Linked DNA regions of Mus musculus: region 1 is linked to region 2. The links are chromatin contacts, called in public promoter capture Hi-C maps. All regions are on one chromosome and are shown on one strand. The core of a region is the stretch at or near the end of the contact, and the rest is flanking DNA. Distances in the headings are between cores, read along the strand shown. Region 1 overlaps Gm40573 (a long non-coding RNA gene). Region 2 overlaps Evl (Ena-vasodilator stimulated phosphoprotein).

Region 1 (5,508 bases), core at 2,144-4,643, 95 kb before region 2:
GAGGCTTTAGGAAGTGAGAGCGATCAATACTCATAGAAAATGTATCAGAGGCTTCAGAGGTTCAAAGAAGGCATCATGGAAATAGAGGCTTAGAGAAAACAACCTCTATAACCTGGTGAAGAGCCAAGGGCGTTATAAAACATTGTCCTGTTTGTTTTACAATCAAGCTTTGTGACCTGCTGGGAAAGTGACCTTACAGTCACCCAAAGAAGTTAAGTTTGGCAGGCAGATGTGTTTTGTTTTGCAGTTTGGACAATTAACGTATATACATCATACAATTGATAGCTATTCACGATTCCAATGACTTCTGCCTTGGGTTCTGAAAGGACTGATGCTGTAATCACAGCTATAGAAACCATGCCTGTGGGGGCTGGTGAGATGGCTCAGTGGGTAAGAGCACCCGACTGCTCTTCCGAAGGTCCAGAGTTCAAATCCCAGCAACCACATGGTGGCTCATAACCATCCGTAACGAGATCTGATGCCCTCTTCTGGTATATCTGAAGACAGCTACAGTGTACTTACATATAATAATAAATAAATCTTTAAAAAAAAAAAAAAAAGAAACCATGCCTGTGTTAGGATACTTCATAAATTAAAACTTGTAATGCATCGTCATATGCATCCAGTAAAATACCACAACTCTTTAAATACTACAGCATAACCCACGTTACAGATACACCTTACAGTCCTACAGGCCAAGCAGCCTCACTTTAAAGGAAATGCTCATAAAATTGGAAGGGGGGGTATGGGATCTCTCAGAAAGTGTCAGCGAGACAGGTACCTGTCTACTATAAGGATTTGTCATCCTCAGAATGAAAGTCAGGAGATGTGTTGGGGAAGAAGAAGCCATGCATTTGTCTCCACAGAAAACAAAAGGCTATGGATCCCTTCAAACTTAAAAAAAGTTACAGTTGACCAGGGGAGGCCTCCTGAAAGTCTTGACTGCTGACATTAAGGAAGAAACCCAGAACAGCAGGACAGGTGATGTGATTGCCAGTCCCTCCGCGGGGACAGCTCTGAGACCTGTTGAGACAGGCGTTTCTCTGTGTAGCCAAAGAATTGTGTCGGCTACAGAGTCCTCATGACTTATTGCATGGCATTCTTTCATATGGCACGGGTGGAGATGTATATTCTGTTTGGTTATGCAGTCCAAATGGACTTACACCGTTGGAAGCCTTTCTCCTGCCCAGATGTAGAACAGAGAATCATCAGCTGATGTGTGCACGCCACACATTCCGTCGTGTGTTAATGAGAATGTATGTTACCTTTAAAAGTTTGTGTTTGCAGAGCAAAAGGACCAGTGAAAGGCAAAGCAAGTAGCCCGGGCCATCCAGCCTCACAGATGGTCTCAGCTGCCGTTTCCTCAAAAATTGCATCCAGGTCAACTTCAAAGCTGCCTGCTTCAGCCAGGACTTCAGTTATGCCCTGTACTTTCCTATCGCACAGCAAATGAAACAGCTAGCTCTCCCAGGACTCGGCCAATATGTGAGCATGATGTTTTTGTACACTGTGTAAAGTAAACCCTTGTGGTGTTCAAATGCTGATTTATCTGCCCTCATCTCTTGTTTTCTATCTGGATACAGCATTGTAATGCTTACATCAAGAATCTCCTGTTTCAAGTTTGTATAAATAGTTCTTAGCATTTATTCTCTGTTCATCACCCAATGGCTGGGCAGAATAGAAAATAGGGTGGGACGTCCGCCAACCACAGGAGGAAGGAGGGGGGGAGGGAGATTGAGATTGGGGAGGAGGATTTGGAGAGAGAGAGATCATGGAAGTCCGAAGAGCCAGATCAATAATAATAATATGCAAATATCATGGGATGGAACTGGGAGGTCATTTAAATGCTCAGCTATTGAGGTGAAGTTTTAAATAAATATTGGTTTTTCTGTATGGTTATTGGGACTAACATAAGATAAAGAAATACAGGGCTGGCGAGATGGCTCAGCGGGTAAGAGCCCTAACTGCTCTTCGGAAGGTCCTGAGTTCAAATTCCAGCAACCACGTGATGGCTCACAATCACCCATAATGAGATCTGACGCCCTCCTCTGGTGCATCTGAAGACAGCTACAGTGTACTTATGTATAATAATAAATAAATCTTTGGGCCGGAGCTAGCGAGGCCAACTGGAGCGAGCAGGGTTGACCGGATCGAGCAGATGTAACAGATGTTTGTTGTCATTTGGGGGTGTTAATTACAAGTTGTTATTGGTCACAATCAGGGAGGAAACAAAGATTCAGGGGTCTTTTTTTTTCTCTTCTATCCTTTCTCTCGCATCTAGTGGTAAGGGATTAAAGGGAATGAAAGGAAAAGTGGAGGGATATAGGGCTTAAGGTATAAGAAAGGTGGATTGTTGTATTTCCTTTTAGACTAGAAAGCAACTTAGAGTCTGTAATATCTATTCCTGGTTGTCAGCTTGACTATATCTGGAGTGAACTACAATCCAGAATTGGAGGGATCTCCTGTGATCCAGATCTTGAGGCTGGAAGACACAAGGTTCTGACCTGGATCTTGGCATGGAGATCTCAAGGCATAGTGGCTATGAAAAGTTTAGGCCCAGGCAAGGTAGTACACGCCTTTAATCCCGGGAGACTAAGGCAAGGAGATCTGAGTTCAAGGTCAGCCTGGGACAAAACAAGTCCCAGATCCAGGCATGGTGGCACACACCTTTAATCTGGGCCACACCTTCTGCTGGAGACCTACACAAGGACATTGGAAGAAGGAAAATTCTCTCTTCCTTGCCTGCTTGCACTTACTTGCCAGCACATCTGTTGGAAGCAGCTTCCAAGCAGCTATTAGGTTCTTGAACTTCCCATCCACAGCTGCCCATTGTTGGGTTAGTTGAACTACCGACTGAGTTATCACAATAAATTTTCTTAATATATAGAGACGATCCGTAAGTTCTGTGACTCTAGAGAACCCTGGCTAATACCGTCTCGAATATTTTAGATTAGTATGAATTATTGTATATTGAACATAAAATGTAAACATATAAATAGCTAGAAGCAAGCAATGTTTTTCTCTTCAGATATACTTTAGATAGGTGGTCTTCAAACACTCCAGAGATTTACAGAATATGGCATTTTCATGAGACACACCAGCTCCCGGCAGCACCCCATCAAAAGACCTCCACCCAAAGTTTGCTTCAAGTGTGGCAAAGCTAGCCATTGGGCAAAAAACTGTCCCTTGCCTCAACTGCTAACAGCAGGCTATGCAAAGCTCTGACAAGCAGAACACTAGAAAGTCAACTCCCCAGCTTTGCCAAGACATGGTCAGATATTCTAGGTCTGCTGGCTGAAGACTGGGTGCCCCGTGGATATAGAGACTTGAGGTAGCTGACCAGGCAGCCAGCGGTCTCTGTAATTTCTGTAGCTCTGGAAGCTGCCTGCTCTGCACTTTGTTTAGTCAGGTAATATTTATCCTCAGGTCTGGTGGGGTTGAGGTGTAGACAGTTACAGTGTTTAGAACTTAAGAAATGTCTTAGGATCTAAAAATAATTTTGGGGGGTTGGTAAATGCAAGTAAGTTATGAAAATTAAAGGATATAAGCGCTTAAATAGTAACAGAAAATGATTTATGTACAGACCTTTGGACTCACCAAGATAGGATCAATACTGGAGTACCTTCTCTAAGGTTGCCAAATATGAGTGGACTGGCCATTGTGGATATAATTCCTGATAGTCCTCTTAATTGTTCATCTTGTATACAGTTCACTGATGTCAAGAGAGAAGGCTGTGTCTTGCAGTACAGCAGGAGATGTTCAGGGTTCACTGTGTGAAGGTTGTCCAGTGTTGATTGCTAAACTAGGAGGGAGCTGAGCACTAGTGGATCTCAGCATTGTTAGTCTTACGGCCCGTCACTGGCCTCATGCTTTGCCAGTGTTCACCTTCCTCCCTTGCTGATTGGCTCAGGAAAGATCCGACAGCCTACATATATACACATACACATACATACATACATACATACATACATACATACAGGCAGGAAGGGGAAGGCAGAACGGCCCTGCAGAGTGGGGGTCTCTGGAAGAAGGCAGAAAAGAGGATTCGCCAGCAGGACATGGAGGTGGATGAGCTTAAACAGGTGTGGAGAGGTAAAGAACGGGCCATGCGGTGGGATGGAGTGCCAAGATTAGTTGGGTTGATTTAGACTGAGCTAGCTGAGAGTCTGCCCGGCTAAAGGCCTAAGCTATAATAAACACTAAGTCTCTTTGTCCTTATTTAACTACTGGTGGGTCCAGAAGGTTCTGGTCAGTCTCTTTCAGCTTCTCCACCTCACACCCGCGCAGTACTGTCACACTGGACCTTCCCATGTGCAGACTCACGGGTATTGGAGCCAAGTGACTGTGGATCTCTGCAAATGACCAAATCCTGTGAGCTGTTTTTGAGAAAAGTGGCCAACATAACATATGTGCATATTTTCTTTGAAGAATGTGGGGCTCCAGAGTGGTGGCTTTGTTCTTGCAACACTGCTCTTCGTGCAGCTGGCCCTACCTCTTTTCACAGCTCAGTTTTCCTTTTCAGGTAGTAGAAGTCACTGTGGGTGTGTGTGTTTGTAGATGTATGCAGGTGGGCATGGCCCGTGTGCATGCAAGGGACCAGAGGTATTGGGTGTCTTCCTTCATCAATTCTCTATTCTCTTGAGGTGGGATCTTTTCTGAACTCAGAGCTGGTTTTTTTTTGTTTTGTTTTGTATTTTTTTGTTTGTTTGTTTTTTTTTGGCTACTTGGTTGGTTAGGAAGCCACGGCAATCCTCCAGTCTTTCCCTGCTTCCCTCCCACAATGAGTCGCAGCCCTGCCCAGCTTCTTTCATGGGATCAGGGATCTAGACTCAGGTTCTCTGATTGCCTGGCAAGCACCCTTTCTTCAGCCATCTCCCTAGCCCCTTGGGTCTTTTCTTCTTCTTCTTCTTCTTCTTCTTCTTCTTCTTCTTCTTCTTCTTCTTCTTCTTCTTCTTCTTCTTCTCCTTCTTCTCCTTCTTCTCCTTCTTCTCCTTCTTCTCCTTCTTCTCCTTCTTCTCCTTCTTCTCCTTCTTCTCCTTCTTCTCCTTCTTCTCCTTCTTCTCCTTCTTCTCCTTCTTCTCCTTCTTCTCCTTCTTCTCCTTCTTCTCCTTCTTCTCCTTCTTCTCCTTCTTCTCCTTCTTCTCCTTCTTCTCCTCCTTTTTCTTCCTTCTCCTCCTTCTCCTTCTCCTTCTCCTTCTCCTTCTTCTCCTTCTTCTCCTTCTTCTCCTTCTTCTCCTTCTTCTCCTTCTCCTCCTCCTCCTCCTCCTCCTCCTCCTCCTCCTCCTCCTCCTCCTCCTTCTTCTTCTTCTTCTTCTTCTTCTTCTTTTCTTGAGACAGGGTTTCTCTGTATTGCCCTGGCTGTTCTGGAACTCACTTTGTAGACCAGGCTGGCCTCGAACTTAGAAATCCACCTGCCTCTGCCTCTGCCTCCTGAGTGCTGGGATCAAAGGTGTGTGCCACCACGCCTGGCTTGCCTTGGGTCTTTTGTTTGTTTTTTAATGTGTCCAG
Region 2 (5,308 bases), core at 1,442-3,941:
GAGGGGCGTCCAGCCTCACTGGGCAGTGTCACTGCCACTCACAGTAATAATAATGGAGCTTTGTCAAGCATCGATACTGGAGCAGATAAACGATTCAACCACCACCCTTAGAAGGAATTTAGAGATATAGATTGTTAGTGGCCTTGGGGAACAATTTGAAGGTCAGAAAGTAAAACTATTAATAGTTGAGTGAGGGAATTTTTTTGAGGACAGGGAACAAGAAACAATGGTAGCCTGACTGGTCCTAGCTGATGCACCTCTTCCTTCCCGAGGCTGGGCTGGCGAGCAAGGTGATGACTAATTTCTTGTACTCACCTTTGCCCTAGCTTCCTGATGTTACTTAATGAAAAAAATCGTTAATGAGTAGATGCACCCTGGGGACTTAAAATAAAAATGACTGTTTTTTACATAAAAGTTTAGATTTATGATTCTCTTAAGATTTTATCATTATTTTTAAAGATAAATAATAATTCTTTCTTTGTAACTGCAAATTGCAGCCTGCCAGTAAGAGAAACTGGCTGAGAAAATTATTTTGCTTGCTTTTATTTTGTTAATCTATAACAAGTTGCTTAGTTATGAATGCATGTGGGTTCTTGGGAATAATCTGTTGTTGTTGTTTTAAACCTGTACTGTTTAACCTGTTCTAAGAAAAGTTTATTCATGTGAGAGTATTGGTAAATATGTTTTTCTATGAATACTCACTGTAATGGATCACTTAATGAAAAATAGAAGGTAATCACATTGTGATTCATTTTGTACCATTTGAAAGATTTTGTTAGGATATATAAATTGTGGAAGAAAAAATAGTTGTTATATATATATGTATACATATACATATATATATGTGTGTGTGTGTGTATATGTATGTGTGTGGTGTCTGTGTGTTTGTATCTCTGTGTATGTGTGTGTGTTTATGTGTTTGTATTTCTGTGTATGTGTGTCTGTATGTGTTTATGTGTGTGTGTATGTGTGTATATGTGTGTCTGTGTGAGTGTGTGTTTATGTGTGTGTGTATGTGTGTATATGTGTGTCTGTGTATGTGTGTGTGTGAATCTTCTCCTCCTTTTTTTGCCAGCTCCAAAGAGTTTCTCACTGGCTCCAGTAAATCAAGTTTCCGCCCTCAGAGAAAAGTCTGCTGAATGATCAATCACTGATTCTACACCTGCCTCAGTTTCCCCTGACCTGTGGAAACTGGCCTCTGACAAATTATTCCTCCCACAGACTAGGACCAGTAAGTTCATCAATTCTCTCTCTCTATTTCTTCCCACTCTGGCCTAGCTTAACCTTTGCCTATTCCACGGCAGCTGTCATCACCTCTTCCTGGGTGACAAAGGTTTCTTCACTGGTCTGCCTAGTCGCTTTACCCCATGATGCCCACTGATGCCCAGAAGCCACATTCCATCTCTTAAAATCAGAGGGACGCCTGTGCGGACTACTCAGAGGTAGTCATTTGCCTAACATGTGATCGGGCATGTGTTCCATCACACAGACAATACAGACCAAGCCACTGCAGTCTACACTGGTGAGTGCCTCCTGAGAGGCACGTATGTGCCTGTGCCAGCACAGCAGCCCTCAGGAGGTGCTCACCTGTGACTTCTCCACTGTAGGTGGAGCCCTGCTAGAAGAGAAGCAGGAGAAAAAGCTGCAGGACTGCTAATCTCATGAAGCAGATTTCAAAGACTTGCTTGGTTGTTCCTTGCAGACTGTGCAAGGCACATTTGCTTTTTTAGTGCCTGGACCCCACCTCCGACCCCCCCAGCACCTGGCGTCTGCTTGGCTCCTGGCAACTCTAACCTTTTCCTGTTTTTAGAGATCCTGTGTTTTGGGATACATCATCCAAGCCAAGTTGTTAAGCTCACTGGTCTTAGATTGAAGGAGGGTACAAACATTTTCTTTTCTAAAATGTTTTCTCCTGTTATCTGAAGCCCTATTCAGCTCTGAGATCCAGCTGGGCAGTGAGGCACTCTTTCAGCCTCCTCTCCAGCTGGCCTCCTCCACTCTTCCATGTGCCGGCTTCTCAGCCTGTGCTTGAACACTGCCCGGCTGGCACCTCTGCCACCCTCAGCCCATGGAACTGCACTTCTTTAAGCAGAGGACAGGTAGAGCCTCTTCTGTGAGACCCGTCTCTTCCTCTTGCAGGCCTTAACATACTGTTCTGTGAAGGCTGCTTCATGTCTGCCTAGACTGTTTAGGAGGTCTGGGAAGGCTAACGCTGCCTACAGAAGCAGTGTTGGGGGCAGTGGGGTGTCTGTAGGCAGTGCTCTAAAACTCTGGGACTGTGTTGTATTTGTTTGTCTCTCAGTTTCTTTTTCTTCTTTTTTTTTAATTTTTTTTTTTTTGTAATTTATTTATTTCATGTATGTGAGTACACTGTCGCTGTCTTTAGACACATTATTAGAGGGCATCAGATCTCATTACAGATGGTCGTGAGCCACCATGTGGTTGCTGGGAATTGAACTTGGACTTCTGGAAGAGCAGTCAGTGCTCTTAACTGCTGAGCCATCTCTCCAGCCCCTTGCTTGTCTCTCAAGTGCAGCGGGTGCTGTTCTAGGCCCCCTAAATGTGTCTTAGCAATGACATTCAGCTGAGGACAGTGGCTTCCTCTAGGAGGCACTGTACTCACCTCTTAGCCAGCAGCTTGTTCATTTCTTCCATGAGGCCTCCTCCACCTCCCCCACTGCTTGCCCGGTTGGCATCGGACTTTGAAGTCCCACTAGGACTGGAGCCTCCAGATGCATCTTCTGGCTGAGGGTAAGGAAGAAGTGTGTGTCAGATGCTGACCCAGAAAGATCCTAGGAGTGAGGCTGCTAGTTTAACACTCTCAAGTCCACGGAAAACCAGAATCTAGGGAGGCTCAGGGACAGGCTTGGTAGGCCCACAGGCATGAGTCCTTGCCAAAGCCAGTTAGTTACAGGGAGGAGGGAAGCAACTTTCAAGCCAGAGATATGCATCAGAGCATTCTTTTATGAGCAGACTTATATTATCTGCAGATCTTTCCAGGAGCATGTGCACCCGGGGTGGGGAGCTGAATCAACTGGAAGCACATTCCACGGGAAAAGCAAGGGCAGATTCAGTACTTATTAACTAAGGCAGCTGGGAGCTGATCCAGGGGAAGAGAGTTTTGCTCAGTGTCTCACTGATGAACAGGTGAGGACAGGGTGAGAGATGAGAGTGATACGTAAAGGGTGGCTGGCCTGCCTACCCTGACAGGAACTCTTACCCGCTGCACCCTCCTTAGCTTGGCTCCCGCCAGAGCAGCAGCCAGTCCTGATGCAGAGCTCTCATCATGGTTGGTCCCCTGGGCTCCTCCAGCTGGCAGTGGGGGTGGGGGTGGGGGAGTAGACCCTGTGGGTGGAGGTGGAACTGGGGGTGGAGGCGGGGGTGGAGGTCCACTACAGGAGAGAGTGGTGCTGGCTGCCGATGAGGGATGCCCAGGGGGGAGAATGGGCCCTGAAAAGCAAAGGGGAGGAGTCAGTCTCCAACACCTAGGGGTGTCCAGCTACTGTTTTTATTCTGGGTCCTTCAAAAGATTGGAGGGCAGCTTGCTCATCAGAGATGAGGTGCAGAAGAGTTTGTCTCAGGAAGGCCCTACAGAACCCAGCCCCATTACAATCCCTTCCTATTCCAATCTCCCAGCATTGGGTGCTGGCTACACTGGCATATAGTCACTTAACACCCTTGAGCACAGCAGAGCTCCTCTTGCTCTGCTCCTGCCTCTCCAGTGTGTGTGAGGAGTTCCTGGCAGTGCCGGTTTCCATTATAAGTACTTGGCTGCATCTTAGGTACTGACTGAAGTTGGTCTCAAGATGTAAGTGGGACTTGTACTTGGATCCTAGGGTCTCTAAGAGGTAAGGAACTGTGGGTCCAGAGATGACCAGGAATTTGGGTCAAGGAACCACCGAGGGCTGGCCTCCACTATGCACCTAGTCAGGCACCTCCAGTGAATCAGACACTGTGCCATACACTGAGGGGAGTAGACCCTCAGGGTGCTTTTGGTCTAGTAAGGTCAGCCAACAAATCACAGAGGAGAACACAGACTTGTGCTGCAAGGCTCGCTCTACTAGAAGTATGCACAGGAAGCCTGTCGGAGCTGAAGCTCTTGGATGACTGCCCTACAGAGCTGGGAACACACAGGAGAGGTGATGTCAGGACAGTGAAGGAAGTAGTGCTGAGCCAAGAGGATGGGACGTATGGGAGGGAGACATGCTGGTAGAACTAGACTTGCTCAAGCCATGTTCAGAGGCCTGGGCAGCGGAGGGGAGGGAGGTGCTGCAGCAGCTGAGAGGACAGGGTGTTGGAAAAGCAGGTAAGGTGGTTTGCCATGAGGATGCACTGGGGGGTCAGGGCCTCGGACAGGGCTGGAGGAGGGAGTCTCCCCTACCTGTGGCCGAGATTCTCCTCTCCAGAGACTCCTGGCGGTGCTGCTGCTCCATTACTTGTCTGGAAAGCAATCACAGCAGACACCTTGAGCTCTCTGTGCCCACGCTCCCACATTTAAAAGCTGCTGCTGTGGTACTTCTCATACCCATAACACTGGGCTTTGTTTGTGTGGAGGAAAAAGGATTACCCTGAGTGCTGTCATAGGCACCACCCACTTTCTTCTCTTTTCTTTTCTTTTTTTTTTTTTTTTTTTTTTTTTTTGGTTTTTCGAGACAGGGTTTCTCTGTGTAGCCCTGGCTGTCCTGGAACTCACTCTGTAGACCAGGCTGGCCTCGAACTCAGAAATCCGCCTGCCTCTGCCTCCTAAGTACTGGGATTAAAGGCGTGCGCCACCATGCCCGGCTTTCTTTCCTTTCCTTTCCTTTCCTTTCCTTTCCTTTCCTTTCCTTTCCTTTCCTTTCCTTTCCTTTCCTTTCCTTTTCTTTTCAGAAAGGGTCTCTAATTGATCTAGAACTTAGCAAGTAGGCAAGGCTGGCTGGCCAATGAACACCAGGGTTTGTCTGTTTGCCTTTGCCTCCTAAACTCTGGTATTCAAGTGGCTGATGCCACATCTAACTTTTTAAGGAAAACAAAACAAAACAAAACAAAAGAGTGCTGGAGCTCTACTCAGCGCCCTGCAAGCACGTCACTGGCTGAGCTAACCTTCCTGTAGCCCTGGGCTGCCTCCAACAGAGACAGAGACAGATGGAAGAGGACTGATGAGCTGGACACACTGAGTAGTAAATACCTCAGAGAAACCTGTGTGACCCTCTGGCCAACTGAATTCACTCAGTGGCGTGAGTGGGCCAATGGGCTTGTCTGGCTGTTTGGAGCCACTGTGGTGGCAGGAGAAATGGAAGCTATGCCTCATTTTAGTCCTTTAGAGGGC

The links. Capture Hi-C pulls out chosen DNA fragments and counts their contacts.
Region 1: a promoter capture Hi-C map of liver shows a contact between it and region 2. The contact joins two enhancer-like sites. A contact is called at or near these places in 3 of 484 Hi-C or Micro-C datasets (colorectal tumor organoids, liver and pancreatic cancer cells), 4 of 115 datasets of contacts at active chromatin or transcription factors (bone marrow-derived macrophages, embryonic stem cells, intestinal villus epithelium and 1 more) and 4 of 9 other capture datasets (adipose tissue, embryonic stem cells, liver and 1 more).

What each region holds. Positions count from the first base shown.
Region 1 is chr12:108,769,141-108,774,648 of GRCm38.p6, reverse strand. It overlaps Gm40573 (a long non-coding RNA gene), which reads left to right. Exons shown (of 2, transcript XR_872979.2): 2 at 1-3,534. Among named protein-coding and RNA genes, the nearest start is that of Gm33682, 4.5 kb to the right of the region's middle. Within about 2 kb of position 3,393, at least 4 of the 459 cell types and tissues checked have an H3K27ac peak or open chromatin away from gene starts, as enhancers often do. A contact at or near this core is called in liver, where this site is marked.
Region 2 is chr12:108,673,539-108,678,846 of GRCm38.p6, reverse strand. It overlaps Evl (Ena-vasodilator stimulated phosphoprotein), which reads right to left. Exons shown (of 13, transcript NM_007965.3): 5 at 4,382-4,440; 6 at 3,221-3,450; 7 at 2,624-2,745. Gm40571 (a long non-coding RNA gene) reads left to right here. Exons shown (of 2, transcript XR_003950261.1): 2 at 1-747. Among named protein-coding and RNA genes, the nearest start is that of Gm40571, 7.0 kb to the left of the region's middle. Within about 2 kb of position 2,691, at least 37 of the 459 cell types and tissues checked have an H3K27ac peak or open chromatin away from gene starts, as enhancers often do. A contact at or near this core is called in liver, where this site is marked.